Linked DNA regions of Sus scrofa: regions 1 and 3 are each linked to region 2. Evidence: chromatin contacts called from public HiChIP or PLAC-seq data. All regions are on one chromosome and are shown on one strand. Each heading gives the region's core, a stretch centred on a gene start, on an enhancer-like site or on the middle of the called end of the contact. The rest is flanking DNA. Distances are from core to core; before and after follow the strand shown.

Evidence for each region. HiChIP or PLAC-seq counts read pairs in DNA pulled down with a chosen protein or histone mark.
Region 1: an H3K27ac HiChIP or PLAC-seq map of skeletal muscle shows a contact between it and region 2. The contact joins two enhancer-like sites. A contact is called at or near these places in 4 of 47 Hi-C or Micro-C datasets (embryonic fibroblasts, heart right ventricle, retroperitoneal adipose tissue and 1 more) and 1 of 2 datasets of contacts at active chromatin or transcription factors (skeletal muscle).
Region 3: an H3K27ac HiChIP or PLAC-seq map of skeletal muscle shows a contact between it and region 2. The contact joins two enhancer-like sites. A contact is called at or near these places in 2 of 47 Hi-C or Micro-C datasets (fetal heart ventricle and heart right ventricle) and 1 of 2 datasets of contacts at active chromatin or transcription factors (skeletal muscle).

Annotation. Positions count from the first base shown.
Region 1 is chr2:128,058,037-128,062,071 of Sscrofa11.1, reverse strand. ZNF608 (zinc finger protein 608) reads left to right here. Exons shown (of 13, transcript XM_005661601.3): 4 at 3,060-3,147; 5 at 3,924-4,035. Among named protein-coding and RNA genes, the nearest start is that of ZNF608, 97 kb to the left of the region's middle. Within about 2 kb of position 1,356, at least 53 of the 83 cell types and tissues checked have an H3K27ac peak or open chromatin away from gene starts, as enhancers often do. A contact at or near this core is called in skeletal muscle, where this site is marked.
Region 2 is chr2:128,307,509-128,311,537 of Sscrofa11.1, reverse strand. It overlaps LOC106509541 (a long non-coding RNA gene), which reads right to left. Exons shown (of 3, transcript XR_001307170.2): 1 at 2,627-4,029. Among named protein-coding and RNA genes, the nearest start is that of ZNF608, 150 kb to the right of the region's middle. Within about 2 kb of position 2,422, at least 11 of the 83 cell types and tissues checked have an H3K27ac peak or open chromatin away from gene starts, as enhancers often do. A contact at or near this core is called in skeletal muscle, where this site is marked.
Region 3 is chr2:128,549,611-128,553,547 of Sscrofa11.1, reverse strand. The region is part of intron 10 of LOC102158243 (a long non-coding RNA gene); the gene reads left to right. Among named protein-coding and RNA genes, the nearest start is that of ZNF608, 390 kb to the right of the region's middle. Within about 2 kb of position 1,902, at least 16 of the 83 cell types and tissues checked have an H3K27ac peak or open chromatin away from gene starts, as enhancers often do. A contact at or near this core is called in skeletal muscle, where this site is marked.

The DNA.
Region 1 (4,035 bases), core at 107-2,606, 250 kb after region 2:
TGATGTTGAGGCTGCTGCAAAATCAGCCGATTATATCTTATAGAGCTAACTGCTTACTTTGTACTTGGCCCACACAATAGGATGTTGTCTCAACATAGACTTCCTAATGGAGAAACAATACACTTTGTAGTTTATATGAGAAGCATTCCTTAAACCGTCATTCCAACACAGCAGATTTGGCCTGGCCATGTAAACATGCGCATGCGTATATTCATGTGACTTCTAGGCAGATAACATTCGGTGACATTGTGATATGGATTATGCATATACAGAAAAATAGACCAAGCACACGTATTTAATCAGAGAAACTATTCAAAATCTTCCTGGGAGTGGAGTTGGTTTTTTTTGTTTGTTTTTGTTAATATGAAGGGATACTAGGAAAATGAGAAGTTGAAAATGGCTTTTTTTTTTTTAAGGATTTTATTCCCACCAAGTGCTAACAATGATGGTGATTATAATAATATCACTTGTACTTAGATTAGAGGTATGCTCTTGTGGCTTCTAGAAATCCTATCCTGCGATGGTGAATAGCTCTGCAGCGTGGAAGTTACAACTTGTTTTGCCTATGCGACCTGACAGTTTCACGTGGTAAACCCCACATAACGAATGATTAAATGCGTGTTGGGGTCCTGCCCTTCTCGCCAGCCCCCACGTTTCCCTTTGTCCTATTCCAAGACCTGGAATTCGATGCTGAGGGTTTGTGGGCGGGCTGGTGTGCAACGTGGAACTGCGCAGCGTGGCTCATGGTGGGAAACCCAGCACAGTCACACGGACAGTAGCCTTTCATCACAAAGACCAGCCGACGTTGATTTACCGAGCCGGGCAGCCCTCTGTCCCCAAGAGAACCCCTGCTTGGGAAGCGCGCCCCCGCCTCTCTGCCGGCCGGCCGGCCACTGCAGCCGCCGCCTCTTCCCCTAGCGATGCTCCTTTATCCCCCGCGGCTGCCTGCTGCTCCGGGTGGCCGCCCTCAGCCCAGCCAATCAGACGCCGGCGTTCCCAGAAGGCGCCGGCCAATCGGAGGGCAGCGTTTGCTGGAAACGCGAAACCCTTAGGGGAAAAGCAATAACAAAAGCCTTTCACTGCAGACAAATGTTAAGTGTCTGTGCAGACTTTTCCTGTTTTTAATTTTATTACTGTAAGAATGGAGGGTTTGTTGTTTCTTTCATGTTTCCTTTCAAGCAGTTTTAATTATACATTTGTGCTACATCAGGGACTCTGGAATGCTGTGATTCAGCCTATTGCATCTAAAACTAAAATGCAGTAACCTTCTGGCAATACAGATATATTCCAGCACTGTAAATATAGCTGACATGCTAAAGAATTTTAAGCAGCTGCAAAGGTCTTTGACACCACACACAGTGCCCCAGAGAGCAGATGATGAGAAAACCAGCTCCATCTTCCCCTTCACCTTGTCTCCTACCCCCTCCCTTTTCCTGAAGGGATGTGCTCATAAAGAATCCTTTCCTCCAATTGTTCTGTCTTGTGCACATTTTGACCAAATGCCTAATTACAATTGATTCTCATCTCAATATGAATTTTTATACTCCATGGCTTGAATTTTTTTCCCCTGAAAGAATTAGAATGGAATCAACTGTGATTTGAGGAAATGCTTACTTTGCTTCCTGCTAACTGCCCCCCACCCCGCTCCGCCCCGCCCCTCCCCTCCCCCATTGATACAGTGAGTAGATTCGGCTGTCACCTAAGTCATAGTAACGCAGACCATATGGGAAACAATTTTCAAGTCTCTTTTTGGGGACTTTTGAAAGAAATGTTTTCTTTTCCACTACTTCCCAACTATTCAACTGCTTTTACCTGCCGTTAAAAAACGTTCCAAGGAAATGAATCTTACTTGTGAGTATCCTTTAACATAAAGGAGTTCAAGTACAGGTTTTCTGCAGAATTCAAAATGGCAGTGAGCTAGTGGGTAAATCAGCTAGGAATAGACTTTGAGTATTGTCCCTGGTGTTTCCAAGAAAGAAGCGGGGGAGGGGCGTGTTAGAGAAACAAAGGGAGACTTAAATGCTTTATTTCATTACCCTAAATATGTTATGTATGTCTCAAAATCTAGGTGTTTTAATGTATGCTTTAAAAGAGTGAGTTTAAAAAAAAATGTGGCACTTGTCCTCTAGAGAAATAAAGAGGAGTTATATTTTGTTTCCCTGTGACATTTGGTATACTAAGTGCACTTAAGTTTGGTAATTCACAGATGCAGTGCTAAATTAAATTGTCTGTCTGCAAAGCAGTTGGGAAAAGCAGAATGGCTTGCAGGAAACAAGTGTGTTGGTTTTGAGATTTTTTTTTTTCTAATCCTCTGTGGCAAATGCTTACTAGAGTTGATTCTAAAGATAACCCCAAGAGTAAACCTATTGTGCACATTTATTTTCTTAAGAGGGCTATTTTAGGAGTCCTTAATATGAAACAAGACCAAACAGTGAAACAGATACCATACCAAGGCTGATTCTTGTCTCACAAAGCCAGAGAGGGGAGGATTAGAAACAAGAAACACAGCTGATTGTCTGCTAGCTGAACTCCAACCTCCAGCTTTCCTCCCTCTAGACCTATTTTTGTGCATACACATCATTTTTTTTCTAAATAAAAATCACCATTATTTTATATTGTTGAGTTGGAAACAAAACCGATTCCTTTCCGTCACCTTCTGGTTTAAGCACTGGTAACTGGCGCTTAGTTTTTGTTGGCTGCTTGCCAAACGAAAGCAATTATGTGTAATAATAGAAAAATTAAGAGGTGAGTGTTGCTGTTTTACAGCAGGACATGGCAAAAACCATTTCCTTCTGTCAGCAGTATCTTGATTACACTCTCACACACATCCTTACCCTTTTGTACCACACGCGTATGCTCGTGAACGTGCGCGCGCGCACGATTTCCTGTGGGTTTTTGCTTGAGGTCACTGAAACCAGAAAGAGGAAGAATGCAAACCACAGCTTTTGAAAGCAAATGAGAACAGAGCTTTGCTGGTAAGAAGGATAGTAATAATAAATGAACTGGAAATAGGGCGATTGGTGCTAACCTTGGTCCTTCTTCATTCTCCGCTCCTGCAGGTGTCCTAGTGGTCAATGTCACGTGGAGGAACAAAACTTACGTAGGGACCTTATTGGACTGCACCAAGCACGACTGGGCCCCTCCCAGGTAGGCACGGGGGCCTTTGATTCCCCTCCCCTGTTCCCTTTCTTCTTCTTCCCTCTCCCTCCCCCATCCTCTCTTTGCAAGGAAATGATCGAGAGAGATTAATAATACATAAAAGTCTGTCTGTAATTGAAAGCAGGCAAAAAAGCAATGAACAGTTCAGGATTGAACACAGTAAAATGCAGGTGCTGGGTTTCTTTTCTGTAGGGGGATCTCTACTTCCAGCCCCTGCTCTTTCTCCTTTTTTGTGTTCTTTTTCTCAACATGAGAATTTGATCTGGATTTGAAGCTTAGCTACTCAAACTGGTTTTCTTTGGTTTTCTGAGGAAGAACATAAGACATTGGTAGTCTGTGCTTTTGCAGGTGTTGAAACTGTCATTGGATGAATAGGGTGTGTTTTCCTTACCGGGGCCCAGTGCTCAAGCTGCCTGGGTGTCAACTGCTCTTCACTGTGTTGTGTGCCTTGTGATTTCACCAGACTCCTTTGGGGATGCTTTTTATTTTTTTATTTTTTGCTTTTTAGGGCTGAACATGTGGCATATGGAAGTTCCCAGGCGAGGGGGTCAAATCAGAGCTGCAGCTGCCAGCCACGGCAACAGTGGATCCAAGCCATGTCTGCACCCAACACCACAGCTCATGACAATGCCAGATCCTTAACCAAATGATCGAGACCAGGGATCGAACCTGCATCCTCATGGATCCTAGTTGGATTTGTTACCACCGAGCCCCAATGGAATTCCAGGGAAGCTCGTTTTGACATCTGTTTCTTTCTTCCCTAGGTTCTGTGAGTCACCGACCAGCGACCTGGAAATGAGAGGGGGCCGGGGGCGAGGGAAGAGAGCAAGGTCTGCCGCAGTCGCCCCAGGCTCGGAGGCCAGCTTCACAGAGTCC
Region 2 (4,029 bases), core at 1,173-3,672:
CTAAAAGCCAGCTCCCTGCAGCCGCTCACTGATATTTCCGTGGAAGAAGGCGGGGTGAGGGGGGTTGTCAACAGTTCATATTTCAGTTTTATATTTGGAAAGAGATCTTTTTCAAAATGCCTCTTTTTTTTTTAAATGTTTAGCAAAGGAGAGTTTAAAAACCAAGACAACATTCTTTTTCATTGAATTCATAAAAAGTGTCATTGTTTAATTTGCATTTTTAAATGCAAAAATAAAACACCAAGCCTTAGCAGAGAGAGCGATACCATCACCTGAGATTTTAGCTGTTGAATCTGCAAACGTGGTCATGGTTTAAATGAAAGAATTGCTTATTTACTGTTTGCGAATACTTTCCCAAGACAGTACAGACAAAGTGAAAAGCAACTACAGTAGGAAAGAGGAACCATATATATGCAATGACATGGCAACCTTTCTAACCTTTGAATTAGAATACAACCTTTTGATTTGTATTCCCAAAGCAATGAAGGATCTGGCTATTAAATTAAAATCACTGTTATACACAACTTGTCCTAGCTGAAAAGTCATATAGCAAATTGTGTTTTCAAATGAAGAGAGGCACCAAATTCTAATGGACCCCTGTCTGCACTAAATTTCCAATATTACGAAAGTATCCATCAGAAAAAAATAAGAATGACCCCCGTCCATGCCACCCAGAGCAATCCACAGATTCAGTGCAAGATGTCAATGGCCTCTTTCACAGAAATAGAGCAAACATTCCTGAAAGGTATAGGGAACCACAAAAAAGCCCATATAACCAAAATGATCTTGAGAAAGATGGCCGGAGGCATTACACTCACTGATTTCAAATTATATTACAAGGCTATAGTAATCAAAATAGTATGATTTTGGCACAAAAATAGATATCTAGATTAATGGAACAGAACAGAGAACCCCGGGGGGGGGGGGAGGGAGTCATGCCTATATGGTCAATTAATCTATAACAAAGGAGTCAAGAATATACAATGGATAAAGGACATTTTCTTCAATACATTGTGTTGGGAAAACTGGGCAGCCACATGCAAAAGAATGAAACTGTACCACTCTCTTAGACCATACACAAGAACTAACTCAAAATGGATTAAAGACTTGAACAAAAGACCTAAAACCATAAACTTCTAGAAGAAAACATGGGCGGTCAGCTCCTCGATATCAGTCTTGGGGATGATTTTTTGGCTCTGACTCCAAAATCAGAAATAAACAACCCGGCAGATACCAAAACCAAAAAACATCTGCACAGCAAAGAAAACCATCAATGAAATGAGAAGACAACCTATGGACTAGAAGAAAGTACTTGCAAATTGTATATTGGATAAGGGGCTAATAGCTAAAATATGTAAAGAGCTGATACAGTTCAACAGCAGCAAGAACAAAACCAACCAATTAAAATAGGGGCCAGGAAACTGAAGAGATATTTTTCCAAAGAAGACATAGTATATGAAAAGATGCTCAGCATCACTAATCATCAGGGAAGTACAAATCAAAACCACAATGAGATATCACCTCACGCTGTTAGAATGGCTGTGAAATAACAAGTGTTGGCAAGGATGTAGAGAAAAGGGAATCCTTGTGTACTGTGGGTGGGAATGAAAATTGGTGCAGCCACTGTGGAAAACAGTATGGAGGTGCCTCAAAAAACTAAAAATGGAATTACCATATAACCCAGCAATTCTGCTTCTGGGTATTTATCCAAAGATAAATGAAAACATTAACTGGAAAAGATAAATGCACACCCATGTTAACTGCAGCATTATTTCCAATATGTGTGACATGGAAACAGCCTAAGTATCCATTGATGGATGAATGGATAAAAAAATATGAGATACATAGATACAAACATACACATACATACATATATCATATATATGTGTATACATATACACACATATGTATGTAATTCAGCCATAAAAAAGAATAAAATAATATCATTTGTGAAGCTATGGAATGACCTTGAGAGCATTACACTAGGTGAAATAAGTCAGACAAATACTGTATAATCACACTTATATGTGGCATCTTTAAAAAAAAAAAAAAAAGCTCATTGGTACAAAGAACAGATTAGTGGTTGCCAGGGGCAGGGGTGGAGGTTAAGCAAACGAGTAAAAGGAGTTGCTAAAAGAATCAATCGTAAAAGTTTTCATCATACACAAAAAAATGGTAACCCTGTACAAGGATGGATATTAACTAGACTTACTGTGATCATTTCATAATATATATCGAATCATGATGTTGTACACCTGACACTAATATAATGTTCTGTCCATTATAGCTCATTAAAAAAAAAAAAAATCAAATGCCCCACATTGCCTGGCTCCTCTGGAACACTGCTGCTGGGCTGTAACTGACCATGCCGAGAGGCAACTGCCCAAGCCTTTGACATCGTCACTTGAACCATTCACGTCAGCTCTGTGTGTTACTGATTTAGCGTTTTGCGCCTGCACTGGGCTGATCTAAACGACTGAGTCAGTGACTGCATCCAGGCAATTTGAGAAAAGTAGTAAACACAGCAGCTTCATTGCTGAGATCCCAGGGGTGCCCTCCCAGACCCAGTAGGAAAACCTCTGCTGAGACTCGCAGGCGGCGATTTGGCTCCCCATCTGGATTTTACCTCTGCCGAAAAATGCCACCAGGAAAACCTTTCCCCTTCCCACTGCTCTGCAGGTTTTGGCAATGGATGGCTCCTTTGCCCTACGGGTGCAGTGTTGGCCTTCTTGAGCCAGAAGAGCACAGTCTGAAAATAGAAACAGGGGCTGTTTTGTGGCCATTGAATAGGAAGGCTAATAATAGCATTGCTTCATTGTTTGGCAAGGACTTCAGGCTACCCCAGCCAAGGAGCAGCACACTCTGCAGTAACCAAATCATAAAATTTCTCCAGGGAATGGTGCAGCTTTTCAGAACATGTTTTATATTCTGGGATTGCTCGGGAAGGAAATAGTTGAGAAGTTGTTTTGACATAAGTGTGGTTTGTTTCCAATTTGAAGGCAGAGGGAGGGGCTGGAGAGATGAGCCAGGAGGTCAGTCGCAGAAGGGATGCAAAAAAAAAAAAAAAAACGTGTCGTTAAGGAGTTCCTGACAGGTGGTGAGAGGGCTGTAGCTCTGGAGCCCAGGCCTGGCGGGGTGTCTGTCCCCGTTGGGTTCCCAGTGTGCTCTCAGCATCGCCTTTCACACTCCTGTAATGTTTATTTCTGTTGAACTTAAAGGATGACCTTTTCCAAACTGCAGTACATTGTTGACCCACATGCATTTCTGAGACCTAATTTCCCTGAATGCCTTCCTTGTTCCTGCCGAAGAGAACTCTGTTCGAGAAAATAGGAAGAGGCTGAGGATAAAGAGCGTTGGCATGGAAATCTTTGAGGCATTGAATCCTGCCTGCTATTAATAATTTAGAAGTGTTTTTAATGCCCTGATAGGGAAGGAAGGTTTTTTTTTGACACCAAAGGCATCTAAATATTAATTTCAGAGGAATTGGTTGTTACAAGCAGTTAACATCCATTTTGTTAGTTGACCTCCTGAGGAAGGTTAATGCACTAAAATCTGGTCATTAAGTATAGTAACAAATGTTTTTTCAGGGAGGTTATTACTATCATAAACTCTAATCCATGGTTCACAGGCAGCAGCCTCTAGTGCAGTGCTCTGACTAATGAAGAATTAACTATTTCTGAGCAGTTAATAAAGATTTTTTCCCCCCACCAATCAACATACTCTACATGATCCTTATAATTACTAAAAGCATTAAGCTCTGGGTATGAGTTGCCTGCATGTCAGACCGGAATTCTGTTCTGAGTAAATGACAAATGGCAAACCTAATCCCATTCCACTTAATTTTTTTTTTCCCCGAACATGTTCACTGAAATAAGAAATAATGGAATTCCTAAGTATGAGAAAAAGATGGTCCAGTACAAAGCATTTGCTAAATGAGAATTGATGAGGTCTTTAGTCATATTTTATTGTGATGGAAGATTTTATGCTGTGCTTTAGTTCTTGCTAGAATTGAGAAGTTAATTGGCTACA
Region 3 (3,937 bases), core at 653-3,152, 240 kb before region 2:
CAAGTTAGAAAATGAAGTCTTTATTCTAGAAAGCCATGTGCACAGCTAAAAACTAGAATTTCTTTTTCCACATGAAAAGGAAAAACCAATATGAGGGAGAATGTCTTGAGCTCTGTAGTACACTCTCACTTCTTTCTTTGACCTGAAATATATATTCATTTATACTTTCATTCATTCGTTTACTTACTCAAAAATTTTGTTGAGCATCTATTTGTGCCAGGCTGGATACTAGTGACAGAGGAAAGTGGTTAAAAGTTGAATCTTAGAAGACAGCATGGGGGCAGGCTAGAAAGACCACGGGAAATTATAGTAGACCTTCAATAAATTTAGAATAAACTGTCCAAAGAGATAAGGTGTAGACATTGAGGAAAGTACCCGGAGGATATGAGGTGATAGGTAACCTTGGTTTTCTAAGGATAGATGAACAGAAAAAGAAGGCAAGTATATTTCCAAGTTAGACCTTATACCATGAACGGTGATTTTTAAGGAATATGTGGAATTTCTGCAGCTCTGTTAGAATTATTCATCAGACTTGATGGATAAACCACAACCCAGCCAACTGTTTGGTTAAACTAGTTAGTGATCTCCATTAAGTCCCCCACACAATTGTTTTGGCTGCAGCCATCAGAGCTGATGATAAAGAGACACTGATAGGAATGGACTGGCTCTGTTGCAGCTCGGTTCACCAGCAGACATAACCCCAAAGGCAAAAAAATATACCAGCTGACAGAAGAATCAGGCACTGTCTTTATGTTCCAACCCTTTAGCCCCACACCCATCCAACTGAAAAATCCCCCATCTGCTCTCAACCTCTCTGCTCAGCCAGTCATGTTGCACCAGAGACCCTCCAAGTCAGCAGCTTCCCAAACTACTCTGGGATTATAGAATTTCTTCCCCCTGAAACCTCTACCCAGCTTTGAGAAAAGATTCCCATATCCAGTAACGCCTTGCTCATCTTTTCCCACCAAAAAAAAAAAAAAAAAAAAAAGTTTTTAAAAATAAGAGAGATCTTTGGGAATCATTTTGAGCTTTAGAGAACAAACAAAAGGATCTCCCAAATTGGGAAATAAAGACATATTCAGACTTTTCAGATCCACCGTCTAAAGTCACAGTCATACCCCTCCTACAAGGATGGCTGTCACTGTCACCGTGCTGACCCCGTGGTGCAGCTTCTCCTGAAACAAACAAAAAAGAGCTGTGTGATAAATCATATCTGCAAGATGTGTTTCATATGTCAAGCACACATTGCTTCTAAATCAAATGCTGATACATGACTTATTCCGTCAAAAGTAAGCAGAATGCTGTAATTTATAATCATCTCGAAGCACACTGCAGAGAAAATGAAAGCAGACCATTAAATTTTAATGCCTGTTCGGTTCTCTGAAAAGAGTGTTTCTGGCCACGTTTGAAGCAGGGTTTGAAGCAGGGTTGCTCACACCATTTTGTACGCCCCCGCCCCCCCAAAAAACAGTTTGTGTTTGCCAACATTTGTGGAAACTAATTGCAAAAATGATTTAGCTGTCAAAAGCTGCCATCAGTTGGGAAGTTCTCCTGAGCACAGGAGGTGATGGCAGAGGCACAGGAGCAGGTCCTATCCAATGCCCCACCCCCATTTCGCTTTTTAACAATTGTCTGTTGTGCAAGCCAGCTCCCCGCAGCAGGGCTGGGAGCAGATATTCATTGGAGTGTCATCTCCGCTTAGGCTCTCGTCCTGCACACCTATTCATCTGTGTTAAGTGAACAGCAGCATCAGCTCAAATTAAGCTGGCTTGAAAACAGCCACTGTTAATAATTTCTGCTGTGATTCAACTTAGCTTTGGCTAACAGGTGAAGATGTTTCATAACGGAGGCAATTACAGCTCTGAGAGCGCTTTCCCACTGCCTGTTTAATCAGAGGAATGGAACACTAGCTCCTCGTGTGCACGGGGAAGGGCCAGCGCAGCCACCATCGGCTGCATTCGTTATCTGCTAGATTGAACAAGCTGCCTGCCGGGGACAGATGCTTAGTGCAGTGATTAGAATATAAAGCAATTGCAAAGGCTGAGGGGAGTGGAGTCAGTCTCCTTTATCTCAACTTACTACAGGCTTTTCTGGTCAGATAACTAGTCTTCCAAACCGGTCTCTTTTTGTAGATGAGAAATCATATGTATATCACTGCATGAAGACTTATACATATTCATTCATCTGTGCCCGGTGTGAATTTTCCATTTAGAGTAGAAACGGTTATTGTTTTGCTCTGTTTTGTTTTGTGTTAAGGCGGGGGATTCTTCAATTCTGTGCATGTTCAGCTCCTTTTATAAGTAAATGTTTATGACAGGGAATATAGAGAGGCAGTAAGTATGAAACCAGTACAATAAAAATGCTTGCCAATTTTTCTTGATTATTTTCAGAGATGGCAAAATCTGATGGTTTACTGATTTTCAGACAACTTTCATATTTAGTGTTTTTAAAAAAGCCGTAATAAGTGAAAACTTCAAAATATATAACCCTAGGTTTTCACTTACATTAAAAGGAAAAAAAATTGAAAGTATGGATATGTTTTACTACTTTTTACATTATAGAGACAGCCTATTTCCACATAGAGGGAAATCTATTATTCTAGCACAAAGTAATTTTTCACGTCAACACTGCGTAACTTTAAATTATAGCAAAAACCTAGCTGTGTACTTCCTAATTGTGGGGATTTTCAAATAGTTCTTTTCCAGCCAAACATTTTTCCTCTTCTGCTGAAAGAAAATCAAGCAGTCTAAATTGAATTTTTATTCATTACAATTTCCTGGAATGTAGTTCTTAATGGTTTCTGATGTGCCTAAAGGCATGAACCTTAAACTACAACACCCCCCACCACCCCCCGCCCCCCACCCCACCCCCACCAAGGAAGAACTAGGAAAATGAAAAAGACCCTTTTTGTTACTGGTATTACATTTCCATTGTATACGTTAATCTGCTTTCAGAGTATTTTCCCGCAGTTTCTTTTCCATGGAGGACCTTTAATAAAGTCCTTGGTAGGTTGTACTTAACGAGCAATTGATTACCGAGCTGCGTATCCCCAAACTGATCATGTTTCCTACAAACAGCAAAACAGCAGAGAGGGGCGGAGGGAGGGTGGTGAGCTATACGCTTACTTTTTATTTTTAAAATGTTTTAAGAGCTGGGAATGGGTCTGCTTTCATAACACCAAGGTTATACTTAGAGCAATCTCTTTCCATCTAAGTTTTTAATGGAGAGTGTGGTATTCTTCATCAATTATTTAACAGACTTTGAGGCTCTGTGTGTGTGTGTGTGTGTGAACATTTGTGCTTAAATTGGGGGATATAGAAAGAAACAGGAAAAAAAAAAAGAATGATAGTGTTTCCATTGCTAAATAGATGGTTCCACACTGTGTTTAAAATACCTGCTTAACAAGATAGTGACTTGTCTTTTTGAAGAGGTATTTCGCTCCTCATTCTTGAGAACCATCCATCTAGCCTCATCTTGGAATAGTCTCTGCAAGAATCCACTGCCCACTGAGTTTCCCCCTGACAATTACTGTTGCTCCTTACCCTTGAAGCTTTGAAAGCCTGTGTAACATTAGCCTATCTAGCCCAGTGAAAATGTCTTTACAGATTAGTGTAATGTTAATACTGCTGGCTCCCTGCTTTTGACCTGAAGTGGAAGATATGGCGCTGCTGGAGCAGATGGAATCAGAGTTTCATTGGGCCACAGAGATTGGTTGGCTGCCTGCCAAAAATTCAGTGCTAGTGGCCGTGGAGGCTCAGGCTCAGAATAGCAGCCTGGAATCTATTCTCTGCTCTTGGAGAGAGAAAACAAAACGTGTCGCATAAGTTTGTGTAGAATCAAAATACATTTGTTAAGATCGTTCATCTGCAGATGTTTACCCAGCATTTGAGAAGTAATTGAATCTTTTGGTGTAAAACGGAGACATCTTTATTCAGTT